3 separate regions of the Mus musculus genome follow, and all the other regions are linked to region 1. A link is a contact called in public promoter capture Hi-C data. All regions are on one chromosome and are shown on one strand. The core of a region is the stretch at or near the end of the contact, and the rest is flanking DNA. Distances in the headings are between cores, read along the strand shown.

Evidence for each region. Promoter capture Hi-C pulls out the DNA fragments that hold promoters and counts their contacts.
Region 2: a promoter capture Hi-C map of hippocampal neurons shows a contact between it and region 1, with 5 times the contacts expected there. The contact joins the promoter of Mlip here to the promoter of Gfral in region 1. A contact is called at or near these places in 5 of 39 promoter capture datasets (the 3T3-L1 cell line, the C10 cell line, hippocampal neurons and 1 more).
Region 3: a contact with region 1 is called in a promoter capture Hi-C map of hippocampal neurons, with 4 times the contacts expected there. The contact joins the enhancer-like site here to the promoter of Gfral in region 1. A contact is called at or near these places in 5 of 39 promoter capture datasets (the 3T3-L1 cell line, 3T3-L1-derived adipocytes, hippocampal neurons and 1 more) and 1 of 115 datasets of contacts at active chromatin or transcription factors (astrocytes).

Annotation. Positions count from the first base shown.
Region 1 is chr9:76,212,199-76,215,634 of GRCm38.p6, reverse strand. Gfral (GDNF family receptor alpha like) reads left to right here and starts at 1,978. Exons shown (of 9, transcript NM_205844.3): 1 at 1,978-2,194. The coding sequence starts at 2,173.
Region 2 is chr9:77,249,857-77,253,516 of GRCm38.p6, reverse strand. Mlip (muscular LMNA-interacting protein) reads left to right here and starts at 1,665. Exons shown (of 11, transcript NM_001368955.1): 1 at 1,665-1,770. The coding sequence starts at 1,726.
Region 3 is chr9:77,593,207-77,596,596 of GRCm38.p6, reverse strand. No RefSeq gene overlaps it. Among named protein-coding and RNA genes, the nearest start is that of Klhl31, 42 kb to the left of the region's middle. Within about 2 kb of position 1,281, at least 21 of the 459 cell types and tissues checked have an H3K27ac peak or open chromatin away from gene starts, as enhancers often do. A contact at or near this core is called in hippocampal neurons, where this site is marked.

The DNA.
Region 1 (3,436 bases), core at 729-3,228:
GGCACACCTGTGAAGGGCTTTTACTTAGTTTGAAGTAGGAATGTCCACTTCTAATCCGCATCTTTGATGTGGGAAGATATCTTTAATTCAGATCTTTTGAGGTAGGAAGGGTCACCTCTAATCTGATCCATACCTTCTGCTGTACATTTATATAAGGACATGGAAGAAGGAAGCTATTGCTCTTTGTCTGCTTGCTCTTGCTCTCACTGGCAAATCTATTCCTTCACGGGCGCTGAAGTCGGCTTCTTTGGAATTCCAGTGTATATTGAAGAGCAGGTGATATATCCAGCCTCCTGGACTAAACAACTACTGGGTTCTTGAACCTTCCATGGAAACCGTTGTTGGATTAGCTGGATCATAGCCTGTAAATAAGTTAATATATTCCCATTCACAGATAGACAAACAGACAGACAGAGACAGAGACACAGAGCTACACAGAGAGACAAAGAGAGACACACAGAGACAGAAAGATTCTATAAGTTTTAATACTCTAGAAAACCCTGACTAATATGGCCAGTAAATTGAGAAATGCTGTCTTCTCAATTACTTAGATGCGAAGGAAAGATAATTAAACTTAGAGATTGATATATTTACTGTATTTGAGGATCACAATGGGCACCAGAAGGGGAAAATGTGAACAATTGAATAACACAGGGTCCGAGTGGGAGGGAAGGTAATGAAACCAGCAGGAACATGATGGAAATTATAGTAGGCTTTATACTGAAGACTCATCACATAACAGAATGAGCCAGCGTGGGTTGATGAGGAGATCTGTTGGTGCTTAAAAGGGATGCCAGGTTTTATCTTCCAATTATTGCCTCACTGAGATGTATCTCATTTCACACACTGTGTTTGCAACGTTGTGCTGGTACCTCTCCATCAGGAGGTGGAGTCTAGGCTTATTCCCCCTTGGAACTCAGCACAATTTTGCAATTGCCTCTCGCAAAACATTGCAGTGATTTACTTATCCTGATTCTGGAGGCTTCTCATGAAAGTCACTGCTATACTTGTATTTCATTGGGGTTTGTCCACTCTGATTTAGTTCTTACCCCCCGAAAGACAGGAGATTAATTTTTATGTTTCTATATTTCTCCTGTTAAATAAAACTCTGGGTTTAATGTTTTCATAGCAGACTTCTGCTACATAAAATAGACATTCAAGCATAATATGATTTATAACCATGATATAATCAATCCATTTTCAGAGAAGTAATGTCTGATATTAAGTCATCTACAGAGATAATTTATAATGTTATAGTTTCAGTTCATTGGGTTTTAGGAAACCATGCATTCTAAAAACAAAATCTAATTTCTCTTCTTATGTAAAATGAACATTAACAACGTAATAAAAACAGTAAATTATGTGGCTGTGGGAGCAGATGCTTCTCTTTCATTTGCCCATTTTTATTTTAAGTTCTTGCCAACATAATACTTTATTTACTAGACACATATTTACAAGGGAATCAGGGTAACTGTCTCATCACACTTCAAGGAAGTTGTAGACTTAAGTGAGGAATTACAGCATCCAAGACAGAGCAAGGAAGAGATGGTGTATAGTTAACTTCTTGTGAAGAAGTTATGCTTCCTTGAAAGGAGTCATTTTTCACCCTAAGTTTTGAAGAAATGGGGACATGTCACAGAAGTGGCACCGTTTTAAATCTTCTTGGGGTTTGAAGCATCTGTAAACATAAGACATAATCAGTATTCTCATTTGGATGTAACTTGGATTTGCAATCATTTCCCTTGGTTGCCTTTGTTCCTTTTCTGTATCCTTATATTGCTTACATTATAAGCAATTGACTTAATGAGAACTTTTCATGAATAGGGGACCTCATGGTCAAATTTCTTGGAAGACTGTTACATTCAGAGGCAAAGCTTAGTGTTCTAGTGGATGTGCGGAGAATACATTATTTCCCCCTGTTATTTGGTTTGCAGACTCTCCTGAAAGGATAATATCCTGGGTTCGCAAGCTGAGGAGAACAATTGAATTTGAATACAATTAGGAAAGTTCACAGCTCAAAACAAACTGGTGAGGAACAGCTGACACCAGAAGCTGACTCTAATTGGCTGGCTCTTAGGAAGCAAAACCTTTACACAGAAACTTCAGTTGGGATGTTGGTTGGTGTCAGTTCATCCGCCTTTCTCCCAGGGAGACCATCTTGAGTTGTCCAACATGCTAGTGTTCATTTTCCTGGGTAAGTCAACTGTGCTGCTAGCCCTGAATTTGTTGCAATATTAACTCTTTATAAACTGAATGCTGTTATCATCTAGAGTAAGCTTATGGGGGTATGTAATAAGAAATGCCAACTATGTTACTAACTTGTACTTCATTATTATTTAGTGCTTTTGAGAAATGTATACTTACCTGCAGTCACTTTTTCTTACTTGATAGAAAATAAAACATGAGCATTTCATTGCTCATCACGTTGTTCCTGGTACTGCAAAGCAACCTAAATGACTTACCTATTTATTAAGATCTATGCAGTGCCTACATGTGCAAGACTATCTTGAAAATAGAATTGTCCTGTATATACTTGCAAGTTAATGGATGACAAAGTTTTGACTATCTGTTTAGCCTCAAAAGCAGATTATAAAAACTAGAGCTATACAAACTGACCCATCTAGTTTTCAACCTTAACAATCAGGATCCAATGAGTAGACCAAAGATGCTGCGTTCTGCCTCTTGAGTAACATTCATGGCCCACAGGTAAAATGTGGGCTTAGCTCTCTTGTGTTGAGTTGTTATAAAAGGTTGGTCCAAGTCATTTTCACTTAACAGAGAACCCACAAAAATATTCTTGGCAGATATATGATTGATGAAGGTTAATATTTTCTTTAGGCTATGTTAGAGTCTATGTCTCAATTTCAGGATGAGGGATAATTGTGATCATACAAGATATTACTAAACAAGACCAGAATATTTTCTGAACTATTATTAGCTACAGTGGTTGATGAATGGTGCTAAATAAGAGCCAGGAAATAATGTAAGTTATTCCAAATTACATTTTTTTAAAGGGAAAAGCAACATAAATCAAATCCAAGAAAATTAGCCAGGAAGTAACGGATCCTTTGCACATTTTCAGTGTCTCTATGGAAATTCTTGTGTTGAGAGATTTTGCTTCTTCTCATTCTTATAATGTTTCTTTACTTCTTTATTAGTTTCTAGTATTTATAGTTTTGTTTTAAAGATAAATCTAGGAGTTTTCCATTTTTGCAGCAATATATCACATTACACAAACGATATCACTACCTCCCCAAGGTTCTCAGTGACAAGGCTGTGGCTATTTGCTTTCATCTTTTCAAAATTAGCACAGAAACCAGGTTGCGTGAAAAAAAGGAAATTATTCCTAACATTGTTAGAATTGAAAATCTCTGCATACCACAGAGCTCTTGTTCAGCATCAAATAATTACATGTTACGACAAAGCCAATTCCTGT
Region 2 (3,660 bases), core at 416-2,915, 1.0 Mb before region 1:
TGGTGTATGGATATGAGAGGGCCCAGCCCACTGTGAGGGGTGACACCCCTGGGCAAGTCCTGGGAGGTATAAGAAAGTGAGCCTGGAAGCTAGTTGATAAGCAGTGTTCCTCCTTGCTGCCTGCCCTAGTTTCCCTCAGTGGCAGACTGGGATCAGGATGTGTAAGTCAAATAAGCCTTTTTTATCTTCAAGTTGCTTTTGGTCATGATGCTTATCAGTGCAACAGAGAGGAGAAGTAGGAGAACAACACACCAGCAACAGGATACAACCCAGAAGCTTGTTGAAAGTGCAGGTGTGGAGAATCCACTGCTGAACTTCTCAAGCAGAAACTACAGTTCTAAAGGTGCTGCCAATGGCGGATCATGCAGTGACATTTAAGAACTATAGGATGGGTGATGGGCGATCTTTAAAACTCTCTTCTCTTTGTATCTCTGTTATTTATATGACAGATTTATGTATATTCTCAGAAAGAATGAAAGGTTCTTGGCATCAGATATACATAACCATGAGTGTAGATGTCAGAAGATATCTCTTACTGATGTAACAGCACATACATTTAGAAATTTGGCCCTTTCCTGGGGCAAGATGTACTAGTGTTATTTGCAATAGTTTCCCTGCTTCTTAATAGAATCACTGTGAGTCATTATTGCGCTCATGATTGTCCTAAGTTCAAGCTCTTGACAATGTTGAAAATATTAAATGCTGTAACTGTACGTGAAATAAAACCTTCACTTTTGCATAGCATTCAGTATATAGCCAGCTCCCTCCACATTACATCTTCCAGTGCTTATGCACAAATATAGATTGCATAGGTTTGTAGAAAAAAATCAATGCTTAGAGAATAGGAATACTGAATAAATCAATCTCGTGAGAAATATTTGTGACTTGTTTATAGGTAGGCAGGGCAGTCACTATCTTCCAGCAACAGTGGAAGGGAATTTTGTTTTGACAGCTATTTGGTAACAAGATCTCTTTTAGAGCTACTTTTGTTTAACAGCAGAACTTGAGTCACTCGGATGCTCCAATATCATTGACTGCCGTTCACACGCCAAGGACTTGTCACTGAAATGACTGGCTTTCCAAAATGATCACTGTGTTTTCCAGTTCTTTATTTAGACGCTGTGTTTGCATGTGTTTGTGCATCTGAATGTTCTCTGCGAGCGTGGTCAACCAATCACTGAAACTGGCAGATGCCAGGGCCCTTCAATCAGCTTCTCATTGCTGTCCAATCTGGCTTCTCCCTTCCTTTCAGGGAATACATAATTGGACTGCAAGCCTGAAAGGAAAAGAGGGCAAACACATAGAGGTAGCAATTTTTCACTTCCACTGATCCCATTTTAGCAGTCAGTGTGACCTCTCGTGAAGTTCCAAAAGTAAAAATTGTCAAAACAAACCCTTTGGAGCTGAAAAATACTCAACTCGGAGAAGCATCTGTTCTGTGTTCTTTTAGATTCCTCCTCCCCCGCAACCGTGTGTGTGTGTGTGTGTGTGTGTGTGTGTGTGTGTGTGTGTGCGCGCGTGTGTGCGTGTGCATATGGGTGCATGCGTATGTGCTTGCGTGTGTGTGTGTGTGTGTGTGTGTGTGTGTGTGTGTGTGTGTGTGTGTGTAGGCGATTGCGTGCGTGTGCCTGTGTTGTTTTAGTAACAGGCTCTCTTTCCACCTCAGTCATTGGTTTGCTTTCAGAGCAGGGGCTTCTGAGTGCCTGCAGGAACAATTACTTCCAAATGACCTCCTGCATCTTAGCGGGGAGCCTTGAGACCACACCCAAGGTAAAGAGAAGTCTTTGCTTAATGCTTTCAGTAACTTTTAAAGACACCCAGTTCTGGTATATGCCGGAGGGTGTGAGGGCGAGCTACCCGGGAGCTGATAAATTTGTCTGTGTTGTTGAAATGAGATGGTATCTATAGTCAGAGAAACGGGCAACTGATAAAGACAAAACTGCTTGTTGGGCAAAGAAAAAGCCAAGGATTGCGCTTGGCATAGAGTTAATGTTTGAATGCTTGTGATGTCTTTTCTTAGTAAGAGGCTATTGGTCCTCTGTGCTGCGGGTGCCAACACGGTGGTGTGTTTGGGGGGCACTTTTAGGGAAATAGAAGAAAGAATAGCACACAGCCTGAAGCTGAGCAAAGGAGCTTACAGCCTGCGAGGCACTGGGGAAAACACCTCTCATGTTATAGCCTGTGCCACCGGTGAGAAGGGGTCAGTCTGACAAAAGGGGTATCTCAAGCCACTATTTTAATCCACTTAGTTCTTATTTCTGTTATTAAAATAGTTTCCCGAAGATCAGATGTTTAAATGGCATTGGCAGCTGAAAGTGTTAATTGCCAATTAAGAAGCGAATGCCATTAACTTGCATCCGCTTCCGCTTTGTGGGAAAATGATTTTTTTTTTTTGTCTCCATAGCGATTCATTTTGGGGCTCTGTTAGATCTGCCACACAGTGTGCAGTAAATGGTAAATGGCTTTCTTCTTCTTCTTCTTCTTCTTCTTCTTCTTCTTCTTCTTCTTCTTCTTCTTCTTCTTCTTCTTCTTCTTCTTCTTCTTCTTCTTCTTTTTTTTTTTCTGAGCAAGGGATTCATCAGTCTACAGGCTAACATAGATCTTCAGAATATTCCACAGTGTGGCTAGTGTAGCTTCAAATCCCATTCCATCAAAAGGTCCTTTCAAGTGAACCTTAGGTTTCTGGTAAGACACAATACAGGTGCTAGATAAACACAGTGAAAGACCTGGGTGCTAATTTTGTAGTACTTTCTTGAAAGTTAATATCAAAGGGTTGCCCTTTTCCTGATGTTCTGGAATATGCATATAAGGACAGGAATCAATCCCTGAGTTTATTTCTACTCAGTAGTAACTCAGTGAGGTAAGCCTTTAATCTTTAGATTACATATAACATATATCACATATCACACACATATATCTATATGTAATAAGTAAATATTATATATAATGTATTTGTTCAACTAAAATAAGGAAGTAGAATTGCTTCCCTACATTGATGACGATATTTCACTTAGGGAGGGCATTGAAGTTCCTGTGGGCAGAGTGTAGCCATAAAGTTGAAGGCCACTATCTTGCTCCTGTTCAATGGCCTTCTTTCTCATCGTGTGTTCATGTTTAGAAATCTCTCCATCATACTGTGAGAAGGGCACATCTTGTTCATCTATGTACTGGCTTCCTTTTGTTCTTGTTTTGTGTACTAAAATTATAACTACCAACTTTTTAAAAGACTATAGGTGGAAGTATCCCTTGCAGAATTTTGTACTTTAGAGATTTAAGACAAGACAAGCTGGACAATTGTGCAAGGCACTTGGGGAAGTAAGTTTAGATCACTGTATATGCTTTAGAAGATATGGCTACTGGCCGTTTATTAAGGGTCAATGGGTTTTGTACCTGTGGGCTATACTGAAGCCTTTCCTATAAATCTATTTAATTTCCTTTGGATAGACTTCAGGAGACCAAATCATTTCATAGGAAAATGAGGGCAAGAATAAGCACCTGGAAGTGAGGTCAACATATCATCCTTTCTTTCTTGATAACTATTAAATGACTATTTTGTCCAAAGGAGAAGAAAGGATAAATATTTTAATTATTATAGATAGTTATTTATTGTTGTAGCCAAATACTTGCCTAAGGCAATTTAAGAGAGAAAGGGTTTATTCT
Region 3 (3,390 bases), core at 32-2,531, 1.4 Mb before region 1:
TAACTTACAGCGCCCCTAGTGGGGAAAATGTCCTAGGAAATTGAAGCAGCCTGCCCTGCCCCCTAGTGGCGATAGCCTAGAAGAACATCTGTAAAGACTAGCTGGGAATTATCGCGAGTTTCTCAACCTACCCTGTCATTTTACCTTTAGTTTGGTATATATATTCACACACGCACACACACATGAGAAGCTGTGTGTTTGAGAAAAGGCTTGTTGCCATTCTAATGGGGTTAAATTTTCTAATAATGTTCCACATTCTACTTGACATGAGTTCTTTTCCTGTCCTAGATTTCCCACCCCTGGTGCTAGCACACCTGGGCAAAATGGGGCTCTGTAGTTTCCAACACTGTAGTCTCTCGGAGCAAATGCTCAAATAAAATTCTATAGTAATGATCTAACAGCAAAGTAGCCTGCTATGGTCCCCGAGTTTAATCAGGCTTACTTATAGAAAGTTCTTTTAGCGTCTGCGTTTCACTGATACTGATTGGAATGGTGGTGACATTTGCATCTTATACAATTATTTCGTGATTGGCTCCTCCATACTGCCGACACACTGGAATGCTGTTGCCAGGAAAGACTGTCAAACTCAAAGATTACCCATCCCGGCAGCTTTTTGGAATTTACCTCCTGTCACCTGTAATCTGCTGATAAGACAAAGAGACATTCTGATGTCTTTTTTTTTTTTTAATTTTAGTTTTATTTTAAATTTATTTTTTACACTCCATATTCCATTCCCCGGCCCCCATCCACCCACCCACCCACCCTCCGACTGATGTCTTTTTAAATATATGGGGGGGGGGCAGGGGACTGGAAAGCAAAGAGCACCGCATCCACAGAGAGGTAGAGTGGTCCTATTGCCTGGTAACAGTGCTGTTCTTTGGTGACGACATTTTTCTTTGTGTTTGTTTTGCAAGTTGCAACTGTCTTCAAACTGCAGTCACATTTTGAGACCCAATAATATGGTTGGCAGCGTAATTTGTAGTTACAGGGTCTTTTACAAAATGATGATATTTAAGATTATCACGCAATTAGGGCAAAGGAAAATAGTGCTCATTCTCCGAGCTGAGGATGGGCTGCGAGTCTGGGTTCTAATTAACCCAGCAGTTGATTCACTGTTGTTTCTGTAGCTTGGGAAAGTGATCATGACAGTCTATATTCCCAAGCTGGCCTGATAAAATGTATGCCTGTTTACTGGATTCTGTTTGCCTCGCACACAGCTGGGAGAGAACATGTTTTTCTCCCCCAATAAATGTGTACAGCACCGCCCCTGGAATTATGCAAGTTTCCGCAGATAAAAGCAACCAGCCAGGCATTTTGAACAAGCACAGAACAAGTACAAATAGCAGTGAGGCTTAAGAGAGAAAGCGCTATTTCCAGTGCTAGGTAACAATAGACGCATTAAGAGCCCTGGCGAGCTAGAAGCAGGATAGGCGGGACGAGAGACCTCTTGCTCCACATTGTGCCTTCTGTTTGTGGAGTTAAGGCTTTAACTCCAATGCTAATATGGAAAAGAAGTCTGCTTGGGAACTGCAGGTTTCTGCCTTGTTCCAGGCAACCAGAGATTAAAAAGAGTTGTGAATTCCCTTCCTGGTATAGCTGTGGAGCTGCAGAGCCCTATGAAAAGAACCAAAAGGGGTTTGTTAACTGAGAGAGGCAGAGATAGAGAGACAGAGAAAGACAGAGAGTGACAGAGAGACTGAGACAGAGGGACAGAGACAGGGACAAAGAGAGACAGACAGGGAAAGGGAGAGAGACAGAGACAGTCAGAAAGTGGGGAGAGTGAGAGGCAGGGAGAGAGGGAAAGAGGAGGGGGGAGAATGCATAGCATTTGAAACCTCAAAACCCACCCTCCGTGATATACTTCCTCCAGCAAGTTCATAGCTCTTAAACCTACTCCAGTGTCACAAACTGGGGACCAAGTATTCAGAAGCTTGAAACTATGGAGACATCTTATTAAGCCACCACAGTCTGGTAATTGCTATTTAGTGCTTCATGTAGGGTTGGGTTCTCTTGGGCTCTTCTTGTCCATGATGAAATACAGATGAATGGATAGTGTTACACAGACACACACACACACAGACACACACACACACAGACACACACACACACACCATGCACCATGGATAAACAGATTTGATCTTACTTATACCATTTAGCACTTTTTAACTTTCTGAATCTGTTAAGTCAAGCTTTTAAAAAACTTGTAAAGCAAGTCGGGTGTGGTGGCATACGCCTTTAATCCCAGCACTCGGGAGGCAGAGGCAGGCAGATTTCTGAGTTCGAGGCCAGCCTGGTCTACAAAGTGAGTTCCAGGATAGCCAGGGCTTAGTCATATTATATTCAAATATCGACATCCCCTTATATTATCTGTCTGGGGCATCTCTCAGGCATCCTTTCCATCTTGGTCCCTGAATAATCTTTTAGTTAGCTAATACTCACTTTGTTCTTCCTTATATACCTGTTGAGTGTCCACAAATGCGTATTTCATTTATCAGCATTGTATTGGGCTATTTTCTGCAGTTCTGTTTTTCCTAATTTTTATTGTTTTATGTGCTTAGTCATTTTAGACTATTCAGTAGATACCTGACTGACCTGAAATTCCCAGACATTCATACATTCTGCCATGCTAGTGTGTGTGTGTGTGTGTGTGTGTGTGTGTGTGTGTGTGTGTGTGTGTGTGTGTTTTGAATGTTGCAGAGACTTGGATTATAGACCAGTGTCTAAGCCTCTGCCTGTGAGGCTCCTGTGAGCCCTGGATTAGGTTTGTGCTCCTTTAGAAAAGATTAACATTTGCTTCTGCCAAACAGCCCAAGGGTAAGAGTTCATTAATCCATTAATATGTCAGTTATTCAGACTAAGAGTTTTGAGTTCTGGGAGATAAACCGACATCCATGCCCAGGAAAGTCGTGATTGTGGATTATGGTGGAAGATGTTTTCCTCCAGTGGAAGCCAAAATGAGCTAAGCCAAGTGCCTGCTTCATCCCTCTCAGTAGATGATTCTTCAAGTATCTCTTGACCACAGAAAACAGCGTTATTCAAGAGTCCCCTGCAGGAATATTTCTTATAGCACTTGCATATTAAACTTAAAGGAGTGTTTGGCATAACTTATTCACCATTTCTAGTCATTCTATAATGTGAAACATATTCTATATTGTTAGAAATGGATGTTCTATGTGTGGCTTTAAGACAAAAATCTTAAAATAATTTTTTTTACCTAGGTTAGAGAATTTGGTTACGTGGTACAGTGATCATATTAGCTAATTAACAAACTAAAGAGAATTTGTCCTGGCTAACGTACTACTAACTCACAGATCTTGGTGGAAAGGGACCAATGCCACTAAGCGATGAGATCATCAAGCAGAAAATGGTACAAACTGAAGACACCTTGGA